2 separate regions of the Mus musculus genome follow, and region 2 is linked to region 1. A link is a contact called in public HiChIP or PLAC-seq data. All regions are on one chromosome and are shown on one strand. Each heading gives the region's core, a stretch centred on a gene start, on an enhancer-like site or on the middle of the called end of the contact. The rest is flanking DNA. Distances are from core to core; before and after follow the strand shown.

Evidence for each region. HiChIP or PLAC-seq counts read pairs in DNA pulled down with a chosen protein or histone mark.
Region 2: a contact with region 1 is called in an H3K4me3 HiChIP or PLAC-seq map of forebrain, with 3 times the contacts expected there. The contact joins the enhancer-like site here to the promoter of Cux2 in region 1. A contact is called at or near these places in 16 of 39 promoter capture datasets (the 3T3-L1 cell line, 3T3-L1-derived adipocytes, the C10 cell line and 11 more), 12 of 484 Hi-C or Micro-C datasets (the G1E-ER4 cell line, the HL-1 cell line, the N1E-115 cell line and 7 more), 23 of 115 datasets of contacts at active chromatin or transcription factors (SST interneurons, T-cell acute lymphoblastic leukemia, craniofacial prominence and 15 more) and 3 of 9 other capture datasets (adipose tissue, liver and pancreatic islet).

What each region holds. Positions count from the first base shown.
Region 1 is chr5:122,046,014-122,051,581 of GRCm38.p6, reverse strand. It overlaps Cux2 (cut-like homeobox 2), which reads left to right and starts at 1,731. Exons shown (of 23, transcript NM_001312908.1): 1 at 1,731-1,806.
Region 2 is chr5:121,924,282-121,930,215 of GRCm38.p6, reverse strand. It overlaps Cux2 (cut-like homeobox 2), which reads left to right. Exons shown (of 23, transcript NM_001312908.1): 3 at 5,301-5,411. Among named protein-coding and RNA genes, the nearest start is that of Gm52785, 60 kb to the right of the region's middle. Within about 2 kb of position 3,610, at least 30 of the 459 cell types and tissues checked have an H3K27ac peak or open chromatin away from gene starts, as enhancers often do. A contact at or near this core is called in the N1E-115 cell line, cortical neurons, craniofacial prominence and 2 more, where this site is marked.

The DNA of each region.
Region 1 (5,568 bases), core at 482-2,981:
AAAAAAAATGTATGAGGACAGCAAGAGAAATACTGTATCCTACTTTAAATCACACTGCGGGTTTTAAATGGCTCGACGGATGGCTCGGAGCGCTCACACCTTCCCCTGAAGCATTTAAGAAACAGTTATTTACATTACATTAAAAACTTTAATTGCCTTGAAGCACGTGCTGGGAGACGCAAATATTGGAAAATCATCAAAAATATCCATCATGATTCTCCCTCCTTTACAACTCTTCTAAACTTCATCTTTTTTATAACCCACGGTATTGATCTATTGTCCCAGACCGAGAGTGATGTCAGAAGTCCAAGCTCAGCCATAAAAAGGGAATATAATTTCGGTTGGCCGTCCATAAAAGCTAGTCTTTTGACAGAGATGAGGGGGGGACTAGGCCTCTTCTTTTGGAAGGGAAGTAAGTGGGGGGGGTGATGTGCAATAGGGTGTGGTGTGGGGAGGTGGGCAGGCAAGGAGGGTGACTTCAGGGTCTGGAGGTTTTTTTAGGGTTTTTTTTAGGGGGTACCGAGGCATGATGGGTTTCTGAGTCCCTTCTTTAGGATAACAAGTTGGGAGGGCTCATAGAAAAGAAGAGGGATATGTGAAATACGCCCCCTTTTGGTCCAGGGTCTGAGGAACTGCAAAGGCCGGGACCTCCCCGCCCTGGGTTAAAGATCAAGGAGAAAGCAGAAACGCTATACTCAAAGGGCGTGTGTGTGTGTGTGTGTGTGTGTCCGTCCATGTGCGTTGGCCATGGTAATGATAACATGACACCCTGCCTAGCCCCCATAGTGATGTTAGAGGTCCGGAGCTGCTACAGCGGGCCTTGGAGAACCTCAACTGATCCAAGCAGCTGTTGGGGAAAGGCTGCTTCCGCAAAGGTTTCTCTAAGGACATCCTGCAGCAACATTCACTTCACGCCAGGGACTTGCTTTGGAAAGTTGTGGGGTGCGTTACGCCCACTAAAGAATAACGATCAGAGCCCTACTGTAAAGACGCAAAGCATAGACACACAGGTTCCCCAATAGGACTTCCTTCGGTGCTGTACAGCACCATGCTGGGCGCCCGGAGACTTTCCCACGGCTCCGGGGCGCCCCCTCGCGGCGGTCACCCGCAGCGCAGCGAGCGCGTGGCGCGCGGGGTTGCGAGGGGGGGGGTGGACCTCGGCCGGAGGGTCGCGCGTGTGTGCTCCGTGCTCCCCTCGCGCGAGGCCACGCGAGGAGAGCGGCCGCACGCACTGCAGAGAGCTCACTTTGTTCTTTACGGTCCCCGTCGCCCGCGGCCCCTCCGCGCTCCCGCCGCCCCCCCTGCGCATTGATCCGCGCGCGCGGCGCTGTCGATAAGTTTGCAAGGAGCCAAAGTCAAGTGCGAGCGGCGTGCGCGCAGAGCCGGGCCGCGCTCCCGGGGTCCAGCCCGGGTGTTGGCGGCAGCCGCATCCCCGGCCGCGCGCCCGCCCCCAAGATGGCGGCCGAGGGGGGACCGCGGGGGGCCCGGGGGCCGAGGCCGGCCAGGGCTGTACGGGCGACCAGGGGGCCGCGCGCAAGACGGCGCCTGGACTGGCGGCGGCTGCAGGTGAGCAGACCAGCCCGCCTTTGTTCGCTGCCGCCACGAGCGGCCGCCGGGACGCGGGAGCCGCCGAGGCGGGAGGAGCGCGGGGAACGGGAGGAGCGCGGGGAGCACGGAGAGCGCGCGGGCAACGCGGGGGAGCGGGACGCGGCTGCGCAGCCATCCAGCCGCCGCCGCCGCCGCCGCCTCCTCCACCGGCTGCTGCAGCCAGGACGCTCGGTGCTCCTCCCGGGCCGATCCCTGAGGGTTAGTCTCTGCGTCTTGTTTCTCCCTCTCTCCTCGGTTTTTTATCACCCCCTCCGCCTGCTTTCTCTTCCTCCGCCTGCTTTCTGCCTCCGTCCTTCCCACCTCTGTCTTGACCCCCCCCTCCCGCCTCCCCTCTCCGGTCTTGCTTTTCTTCCCTCGCTTCCCCTCCTCCTGCTTTCTCTCCATCATCTTGATATTCCCCTTCTCTGTCTGCTCCTCCCTCCCCGCCCCTTCCCCTCCATCCCAGTCCCGCGGCCCCGGAGCCCCAGGCCCGAGCGCGCGCAACTTTGCGCACCTGCCGCGGGGCGGAGCAGGTGCGCGGGCTGCAGCCCCTGGGAACTTTTGCACCCGCGCCCCTGGGGCTACCGGTTCTACCTCGCTTGCTCTCGCACCCTGCTCTCTCTGCCTTGGCCCCCCTCGCTCCCCTCTCCTTCTCAGGGGCGACACTCTTGGCAGCCCCAGCACTTTTTCCATGTTCCTGGTGCGCGGGCTCCAGGTGCCTCCAGGTTGGGATGTTTGCTGACCGTCTTTCTGAGGCCCTGGGATGGGCGGGGGGTAGGGGGGGAGATGCGGTGTTACAGTACCCCATTTGGCGACACACTTGGGTGCTCATTACGCCCGCAGAGGCTCCCTGCACCCTGCAGTCGAGCAGAGTCGCGGCAGGTGCTGCGATGGCCTGGGCGGGGAAGCCTTGTGGATAACCACGCTCTGAGAGCATTTTGCTTGGCCAGTGACATTCTCAGAATTCGTGACAACACGTCTGGAGATAAAAAAATAAATAAATAAAACATAAAGGGACCCACTTTCCCTTTTTAATCTGTCCGCAGATCTCGTTAAGTTGCTTCTGATAAGTGGCTCGCTCCAGCCCCCCTCTTCTCTGTCCCCACTCCTCGCTCCCCTCCTCCCTCAAAGCCACCGAGCCGGAGAGAAAATCGGGGCACTCAGGCATGCAGTTAATAACTGCAGGAGCTATGCAATTCCTAGTCCGCGCCCGAGTTGAGGTTACAGTTTGGTGGCCGGCTAAGATGGGCAAGGCTGTGTCCTATGCTAGACGGTTTAAAGGATGCTAAAGTGGCTTTGGAGGTGGGGAGCAGGGGCCGGGAGGGGGCAGAGAGAGAGAGAGTTGGGTAGCCACATTGGGCCTGGCACGAAGGCCAATGGTAATCGTATTCCCTGCTAATGTTTGTAAATGAGACCCGGGCAGGCTGGGGGACAGCGTCTTTATTTATGATTGATGTTCTGTAACATAAGGGATGACAAGAACGCGGCAGACTAGAGGGGAGCAAGCGGCTGGGCTGACGGAAGCTCTTACCCGGGTGCTATTGTTATTCTCCTGGAGAGAATTGCTACGGTGAGCTTTACAGCGGCCCCGTATTTGCCCATAGTCGCCGGAATGCCAGTTAACACGATTCTCATTAGATAACTCGCTTTCCATCCAAGCGCCTGGGCTGCAGGCTTGGTGGGAGAGAGAAAGGGAGAGAGAGGCTGCCCTGGGGCTGAGGCCTGGGTGCGGCTCCCCGCGTTGGTTTCAGAGCTGATTGGGGTGGTTCTGGACGCTCCCTGTCCCCAGTCTTGGTGGGGAGGCTTTTGTGGAGCTGTGGAAGGTCACCCCAGTCTTGGTTCCAGCTGACTCCTGGTGGTCTGCACGCCTTTTGTTAGGGTCTCAGGACACACTGAGATGGAAAAGGAGATTTGAGCTGCAAGGGTGGTGAGTGAGGGTGGTGGACACAGGCCTGTCCAGGTGACAGGGACCAGGAACACCAAGACCGCTCCCCCAACGGGGAACATACAAGGGTGTGTGTGTGTGTGTGTGAACTCATTAAGACAATGGCTGTGTGTCTGGCACAAACAGGCTCCCAGGGAGGGGGGCTCATCTGAATCGATATAAAGAGGAGGGGATGCTCCTCCAGGGAGTTTGAAAAGGCTGCATAGTTCCAGAGCTCAGAGGATTGACTGTGGAAGCTGCGGCATGCATCTTGCCAGGCCCAGGCTGGTGCAGCTGCCCACTCTCCAACCCCGCCTCAGCCTCTCCTGTGATCCCTGGCACAGCGTGCAAAGTCCAGGGTCTTCCGGACATCCATCTCTTAGCCCTTTGCCAGGGACCCTTTCTGGTCCATCCTCTTAGTGACTCCTCCTTCACACTCACTGGTATCTCTTCCTTTCTCCTACTCCATAGAGGAAACTTCCACCTATTGTGAAACACAGGTAGGAACTGTGGGTCTGGGCAGGGCCAGAGCTGGGGGCTCCCTCACCAGAGCCTGGGAGGAACGTGTGACTTGTATCCTGGGTTGTTCAGGTTGGATGGTTTCTTGCAGCTTGATTTCTGAGTCTTAAGATGACCCAGCCAGGAAAAGTGGCCCCGTGGCCCCAGGCTGGACCATACTGCTGACGCTTCCCCGTTTGGGACAAGGAAGGTGACCTTGTGCCAGCTGGGCTCTTGGTTCTCTGGAAGTATATATATTTTAAACTTGGAAGCTGTCCAGTTAGTATTTTTTCCCCCCAGCACATTCTTTGAGTACTGGAAGTAGGTTCTTTGACTAGATGGAAATCAGTCGACAACCCTGGGATTGGGGGCTCAAGGAATGACTCTAAGGGACCTGGGTACCCCTCCCCCCACCATGGCATTCCTCAATCGTCTCCACTTCCCCCCCCCCCCTTCCTGCTGTAGCAGCTCAGGAACGAGAAGAAATAAAATCCCGTCCTGAGTTAATGCTGGTATATTTCATTTGGTTATAGGATGGTTTTACAGTGAACATCACTAATGCGGGCGTAGTTTATGGCTTTTCTCTGTGTTATCGTAGTAACTGGATTCATGGGTTCATGGTTTTTCTTTTCTACTTTCGTTTACCCCCTACTCCATACCCTTTATAAGAGATGTTCTGAGTCCTGGCCCCCACACCATCTTTCCTTTCCCCTCTAAAGAAGAGGAGGCTAAGCTTTTTGGGCATCCGGGTTGAATGAGGGGATTAGGGGTGCTCCTGCCCAGCTGTGTTTTTGGGGGGAGGGACGAGGTGGGGCTGGTGGCCCCTCACAGAAGACTCGGGTAGAAAACCCGGCCATTCCTCAAGGAGGAATTGGCACCACCCTCAGGATGAGCCGGTGTGGGTGGGCTTGCTAAAGGGGTCTTACGGAAACTTCTGGAATGGCTGGAAGCCAGGTGGTGCTTTGATGAAGACTGTTCCGTGCTCAAAGTTCAGGAAAGAGTGTGAATATAATTAAAACATTGTAACCTTGTGATGTTCTGAAGCAGGTAAATTTTACATATCAGCTGCGGTGTGCTTAGGTATCCATTAGAGCCCTTGACAGCTTGACTCACCTAAATGTGCTATCATTTAACAATGTGTCAAAATCCCCCTTTCTACCTGTGACAGCCGTAAATAAGCTATCAGCCTTGTTGGTGATTCCTAACTTTGGAAACTTCCCGACAGCCTGGAATCGCTGTCTGTCGGAATGGGGAGGCAACAGAAAGGGCTTGGTGTGCCACGACAGGCCAGCATGTGTGTGTGTGGGACTAAACGGGGGGGGGGGTACGGGGGGCAGGTATATGGCAATCAGAGGAACCTTCCAGAAACATCTCAAGGTGAAGCCCAAACCCAGGATGCTTTCAGTAAGTCCAGCCGACTGGTTAGCCATCCCATCTGCCTTCCTGGTTTCTGATACCTCAGGGCAGGAGTCCTTCCATCAGAAAGATGGGAAACAGAGGTTGAACTTGTATTTAAGGATCCCAGCCATTGTTTCTGGGCATTACCCCCTCCCTCCAAC
Region 2 (5,934 bases), core at 2,361-4,860, 120 kb after region 1:
GTCACACTCGCTGCTGTTGTGAGGCGCAGCTCATGACTGCTCCACTACAAGCCTGCAGCAGATGTCTGAAGACCTCTTCTGCACCAGGCATTTACTGGGGTGCAGGCCCAGTCAGTTAGCTGACGCACACTGCCGAGCTCCCCAGCCTTTCGTCAGAACAGTGATGCTAGCTGCTTTTATCTTCCAGCTCCATTGGTTTTGTGTCAGATGGTATAAGACAGGGTTGCTTTGATTGACTAGACAAGCTGGCCATGAACTCCCAGGCATCACCTGTCTGCCCCATGTTGGCGGAGAGGTGTTAAAGAAGTGCATACCTTTAATATCTCACTCTCTACAGGTCACTGGAGATTTGAACTCAGTACTTCCCTCATTTGTGGGGTGTGTGTGTGTGTGTGTGTGTGTGTGTGTGTGTGTGTGTGTGTGATATGTATATGTAAATATGAGTACATGTGTGTATGATATATGGCATGTATACATATGTGTATATGGTATGTGTATGTGTGTGATGTGTATGTGTGTGATATGTATGTGTGATGTGTGTGTGTGGTATATGTATATGATATGTGTATATGTGTGTGATGTGTGTGTGTTGTATAAGAGTGTGAGTGCGCGCCTGTGTATAGTTATGTGCATGTATGTGAAAGGTATGTGTGTCAGTGTGTTTGTGCACGCATAGGTGCATACATGTGTGTGGTATGTGTGTATGTGGTATTATGAGAGTGTGAGTATATGTGTGTCTATGTGTGAGTGTGTTTGTGCATGCACATGTGTGTATGTGTATTTGTGTATGTATGTGTGTGTATGTTACCAAGCACTCTACCCACCAAGCCATCTTCCCAGTAGCAGGTAGTGGAGAGGGATGTCACTATCCAAAGACCAGGGACAGACAAGCTGTGACACATGAGGCCAGACACGGCGGCAAACTCCTATTATAATCTCACTACTTGGGAGAGAGACTGAGGCAGAAGAATCCAAAGTTTGAGACCAGCCTAGAATACATAATGGTTTCCTGTCTCAATAAAATGTCAAATCAGAGGCAACCCCGGGTGTTCATCTGTGGGGTCACACACCTGTAATCCCAGCTGTGAGCAAGATGGCAGCAAGGAGGTTAAGAGTTCTAAGCCGGCCTGGGCTACAAAGTCAGTGTAGTGGGAGGCCAGTTTGGTGTGTGTGTGTGTGTGTGTGTGTGTGTGTGTGTGTGTGTGTGTGTGTGTGTGTGTGTGTGCGTGTGTGTGTACATATGATAATTTAAGTGGAGTAGCATTGTGGTTGAACATGGGACATGTTTCTAACCTCCAGCCCATGAAGTTGGTGGGGGCTCCTATGTTCTGAGGCCCAGGAAGTCCCAGGGCTGAAGAGCCGGACTACCCCAGAGCTGAGGCACAAACCAATCCCAGAGAGCAGGGACCAGTGGCAGAGCCCCTGCCGGTCCAACGCCCCCCCCCCCCCAGCTTCTCCTCTCCCTGCTCGCTGGCTCCAACCTCAGCTGCATCTATCATCTGCTCGCAGCAGCTCATTAAAATTATCTCTTTTTAGTTGCAAATGGGTCGTTTATGAGGAATCATTACTTGAATGGTCTGCACAGGGCTCCGGGCTGTCTGTCTGCTGTTGATGGCTAGTTAGGTTAATTGCATGTGTCTCCTCCCTGCCTGGGTCTGGCCCAAAGTCTGGGACTGTTTAGATCATGGCTGGAGTCGGACATGACGTCTTGCAGGAGTGTGGCCGGCGAGGCCCGCTAGCTGGATGCAGGGTGTCTCTGAAGCCGGACTTGAGAAAACGTGGCTGGCTTATGTTTCGGAGACGTCTTCTGTTCTCTTGAAATAAATATAGTTCTGTGGGCTTTTCTGAGTGTGTTTAGTTTAAAAGAGCCCAGTTGTCCATTCCATCTCAGAGTTTGTTGATTTTCAAATGCCCTTTCTTTGAGAGTACAAGGGGATCAGTTTAATGTCTCTGCTTGGCACCCTGTCCCTCTGTGTGTGTGTGTGTGTGTGTGTGTGTGTGTGTGTGTGTGTGTGTGTATGATATTTTTACTGACCTGTGAAAACCTAGAGCATTTGGATATAACAGGGTGTCCTCTACACCCGGTGTGTCTAAGGAAGAGATGAATATCAGCCAGTGTTTATTGAACTCCTGGCAGGGTACATTATGATCTTGAATTATTTAAAACAGTCTCCCCTAAACATCCTCAGCGGAAGGAGAATGGGAGCGGAGGAGAATGGGAGCCTGAAAAGCCAGGCATAGAAAATTTGCCTCCAGAGCCCACCAAGGAGCTGCCCCCGCCTCAGTGATTAGGGCTGCCTGTAATTCACCTCCTAGCCCCTGGCTGAGTCCTCTCACAGACACACAAGCCCTCCATAAATGGTAGTTACCATAATTGTATTTATTATTGTCACGGCCGTTGTCGCCTGCATATTTACCGTAGAAACGCAGCAAGCATCCCGCATGCACCGAGGCAGAGTTGAGGAGGGCATGGTCCTCTTGTCTGCGACAGAGATAGCGTCTGCTCCATCAGGACTGTGGGCAGGAGAGCTGGGCTTGCAGTGGTCCAGAACTGAGAGCTAGTCATGTCCCCTGCCTCACCACCTTGGCCCTTGGACTTGGTGCGGTCAGCAGGCCCCGTCAGTCAGATCTGTACCCATCAGCAATCAGCGATGTACAGATAGAGGGACAGCCCTGGGGTTATACCACACTGACAGCTAGATATGCTCTGCATGGCTATTTCCTGTATGGGTGGGAGGGGGCGGGCATTCTTCTATGTATACAGGTTCATATGTATGTGACCTTACATATGTTTTCAGTTACTCTCCACTTCATTTACTGATACATAGTCTCCCGTTGATCCCCCCAGGCTTACACACTTGAATAGTCTGCCTAGCCAGCTTGCTCTAGGGAATCCCCCATCTCTCCTCCAATGTAGTGGGGTTATCAGTAGGCCACCACACCCACCTAGCTTTCAGGTGAGTGCTAAGGGTCTGAACTCTAGTCATCTGGCTTGTGCTGCAATCCCTTTGCTCCCGCCTCCGCCTCCGGTGGAAGAAATAAGTAAAATCCAGACTGCAGACACTGGTTCCGAGCAAGTATGGCTGTGTGAAGAGGTACAGGGTCCCCGAGAGGGGAGCTTACACCTGCAGGTGTCTCCATGCTCCGTGATCCCAGGAGGCTAGGGCAGGAACCTTGGGAGTTTCAGGCGAGCCTAGGCTCCAACATTTAAAAATAAGTGCTCATAAAACTCACAGTGTCAGATACACAGTTAATCCGTGGTGCATCCCATGTCCCATTTTTTTTTGTCCTGGGATGAGAAAAACACACCTTTAAAAACTAAGTAAAACTTCAGTGGACCTCAGTGTTCCAGTTCTTTCTCCCCTACGATGTGAGAGCCTTATTGTCCTGGCCTTACAAGTTCTTGGGAGGTGTGTGTGTGTGTGTGTGTGTGTGTGTGTGTGTATACCCATGAATGCATAAATTGTGGCAAATGTCTTTTCTCTTCCTTTCCCTCTCTATCCCATCCCTCACCCATCTCAAAATCCTTCCTAGTCCTCAGGCTGACAGCGCGGAGGTGACCCTGCCCAATGCTGATGCTTCAGCACCTTGGAGAGAGCCACCCAGGTTTTAAGCAGTGTCTTTTGGTGCCTCTGTCCCCTCTGCTCACCTCCCCCACCCCCATCCCACTCACCTTCAGTCTTGGGACTTTCACCAAAAGTTAGCTGTTTTTCTAGAAACAGACATTCCTTCTTAGATTGCCCCCCCAAAAGGGTTCCAGGGGCCAGAGCCATCCTCACAGGTTTGGGGGGATCAGGCCTATGACACTGGTAAATAGCCTTGGAGCAGGAAGTTCAGATACTAGCCGTCTTTTACAGGGAGAAGGCTTTGCAGTGGGTTAACGGTCCTTTCATTTCATTATCTAATGGTGAAAGGGTTTCATTGTGTGTGCAAGACGAATGTGTATCAGCGGTGACAAATGGGGTCTTTCATTACGCGCCGCACTTCGTCATACATATGTTGGATTAAAGAGCTCACCCTGGAAATGCGCTCCCCGCATCTGCGCGCGCGGGTGTATTTTTTTTTTTTTAATAAATCTGATTGCAGGAATTTATTGCACCACCGGATTTAGGAAATTATGGGTCTTGATTGCTGCAAATATAATCGGGTGATAGATGCAGGAGGGTTCGTGGAGTTATTGTCCTTGGGGGTGGGGAGCCCTGTTCAAGTCCGTGCCAGCAGTGCAGGCCACACAAACAGAGCGTTCCTTGGATTATGCAAATGAGTCACGACAACTCCTGCTGAATTGTACTCCTGCGAAAGCCTCCATGACAGCGGAGGAAGCTTCAAGAGGGGCGATCAAGCACATAGGTCCCAGCAGCAGGCCCCACTATGATGCACTCGCACACACGCGCGCGCACACACACACCCCTCTCCCTCTCCATCATTGGTCTTGTGTGGCCAAACCCTGGTCTGATTCCTGAGTGCGCACACAGTCAGGCCAGCTCCCCTACACCCCACTCCCCCCCAGTCTGTTCCTTTTCAGTCGGTGAGGGTTCTGGGAACCCTCGGTGATTTACCGTGGGGTACACCCGAGGTCACCGTACTTCTCTTCGGCACCTTCATTTTTCCAAAATTTGCTGGAATTAAAAAGCCATCTATATCTTAAGAGGCGAATTTATGAGCCTTTAAGGGAGAAAGCGGCAGTTGGAGCTGCGCCCGCCGCTGATGTATGGAAGCTGTCGGCAGCACCCGCGAGCGGGGAAAGTGCCCATACAATATGCCACGCGCTGCTATTTTGACACGCTTTGGAGATGTTTTCTTCAGTTACTGACAGGCTTATGCCATCGCTCCTTGGAAATTTAAGAGGTGGGGCTGGGGGGGGTGCGGGGCGGGGAGTGATGAAGAGGCATGTCGGTAAACCGTCCAGTTCAACTTTGTCTGGCCCAGTGCCTAAGGGCAAAAATGAAAAAAGCCCACAGGATCCTGGGGACCTTTTGTGTTTCATCCTTTTGTTTTGTTTTGTTTTGGGTTTTTTTGTTTCTTCATTTTTCATGCATGCCAGGAGTCAATATCTCGCCATTTCTCAGCCTTGTAAGTTACAGAAACTTGTTCAGAGCACTGTTGTACAAAAATTCAACAGCAACAAGAAGACAAATCAATCAATCGCTCTCTCTCTCTCTTTGTCTCTCTTTGTCTCTCTCTGTCTCTCTGTCTCTTTCACTCTCTGTCTCTGTCTGTCTCTGTCTCTCTCTCTCTCTGTCTCTCTCTCTCTCTCTCTCTCTCTCTCTCTCTCTCTCTCTCTCTCTCTCTCGTTGCAGAAGGAGCTTAGTTCTGTCGCCTCGGAGCTGTCTGCGCCACAGGAGGAAAGCGGACTTTCTCCTAAACATTTCATTGAACTCCGCCGGGAATTTAAGAAAGATGTGCCAGAGGTAGTGCATCTGCCTGCCTGCCTGCCGCTGCCACCGTGGCATTGACTGGGAAGAAACGCAGCTCCCCGCCCCACCCCCACCCACCCCATCCCCACCCCGCCATCCCATTCAAACTAGATTGTGAAAACTGTAGACATAAGTGACTAACAAGAAAAGAAGCTAATTAGCCACCAAGATAAATCACAGCCCCAGCCTGTCGGCTCTGGCAGTGTTGTGGGGAGGGAGGTGGTCCCCAGTTCTGACTGGAGTCGGGCCTCCCCTCCACCCCACCCCCGAAAGTGCCTCCACCCAGATTCCATGCCTGCAGTCTCAAAAGTCCTCATCTCTCAGGTGAAGTGGTTTGCAGTTGTTGGCGAGGCAATTTGGCTTGAAGTCAGGCTCACTCATCTTCCCTGCCTGCCACTGGGCCTGGGAGACACAGCGAGGGCTCTGGAACCTGCTCCTTCCTGCCAATCAATGCCCCTGTCCCTCCCATTCCCCCACATCAAGGTTCCAGACCCCCCCCCCCCAGTCTGGGCAGCCC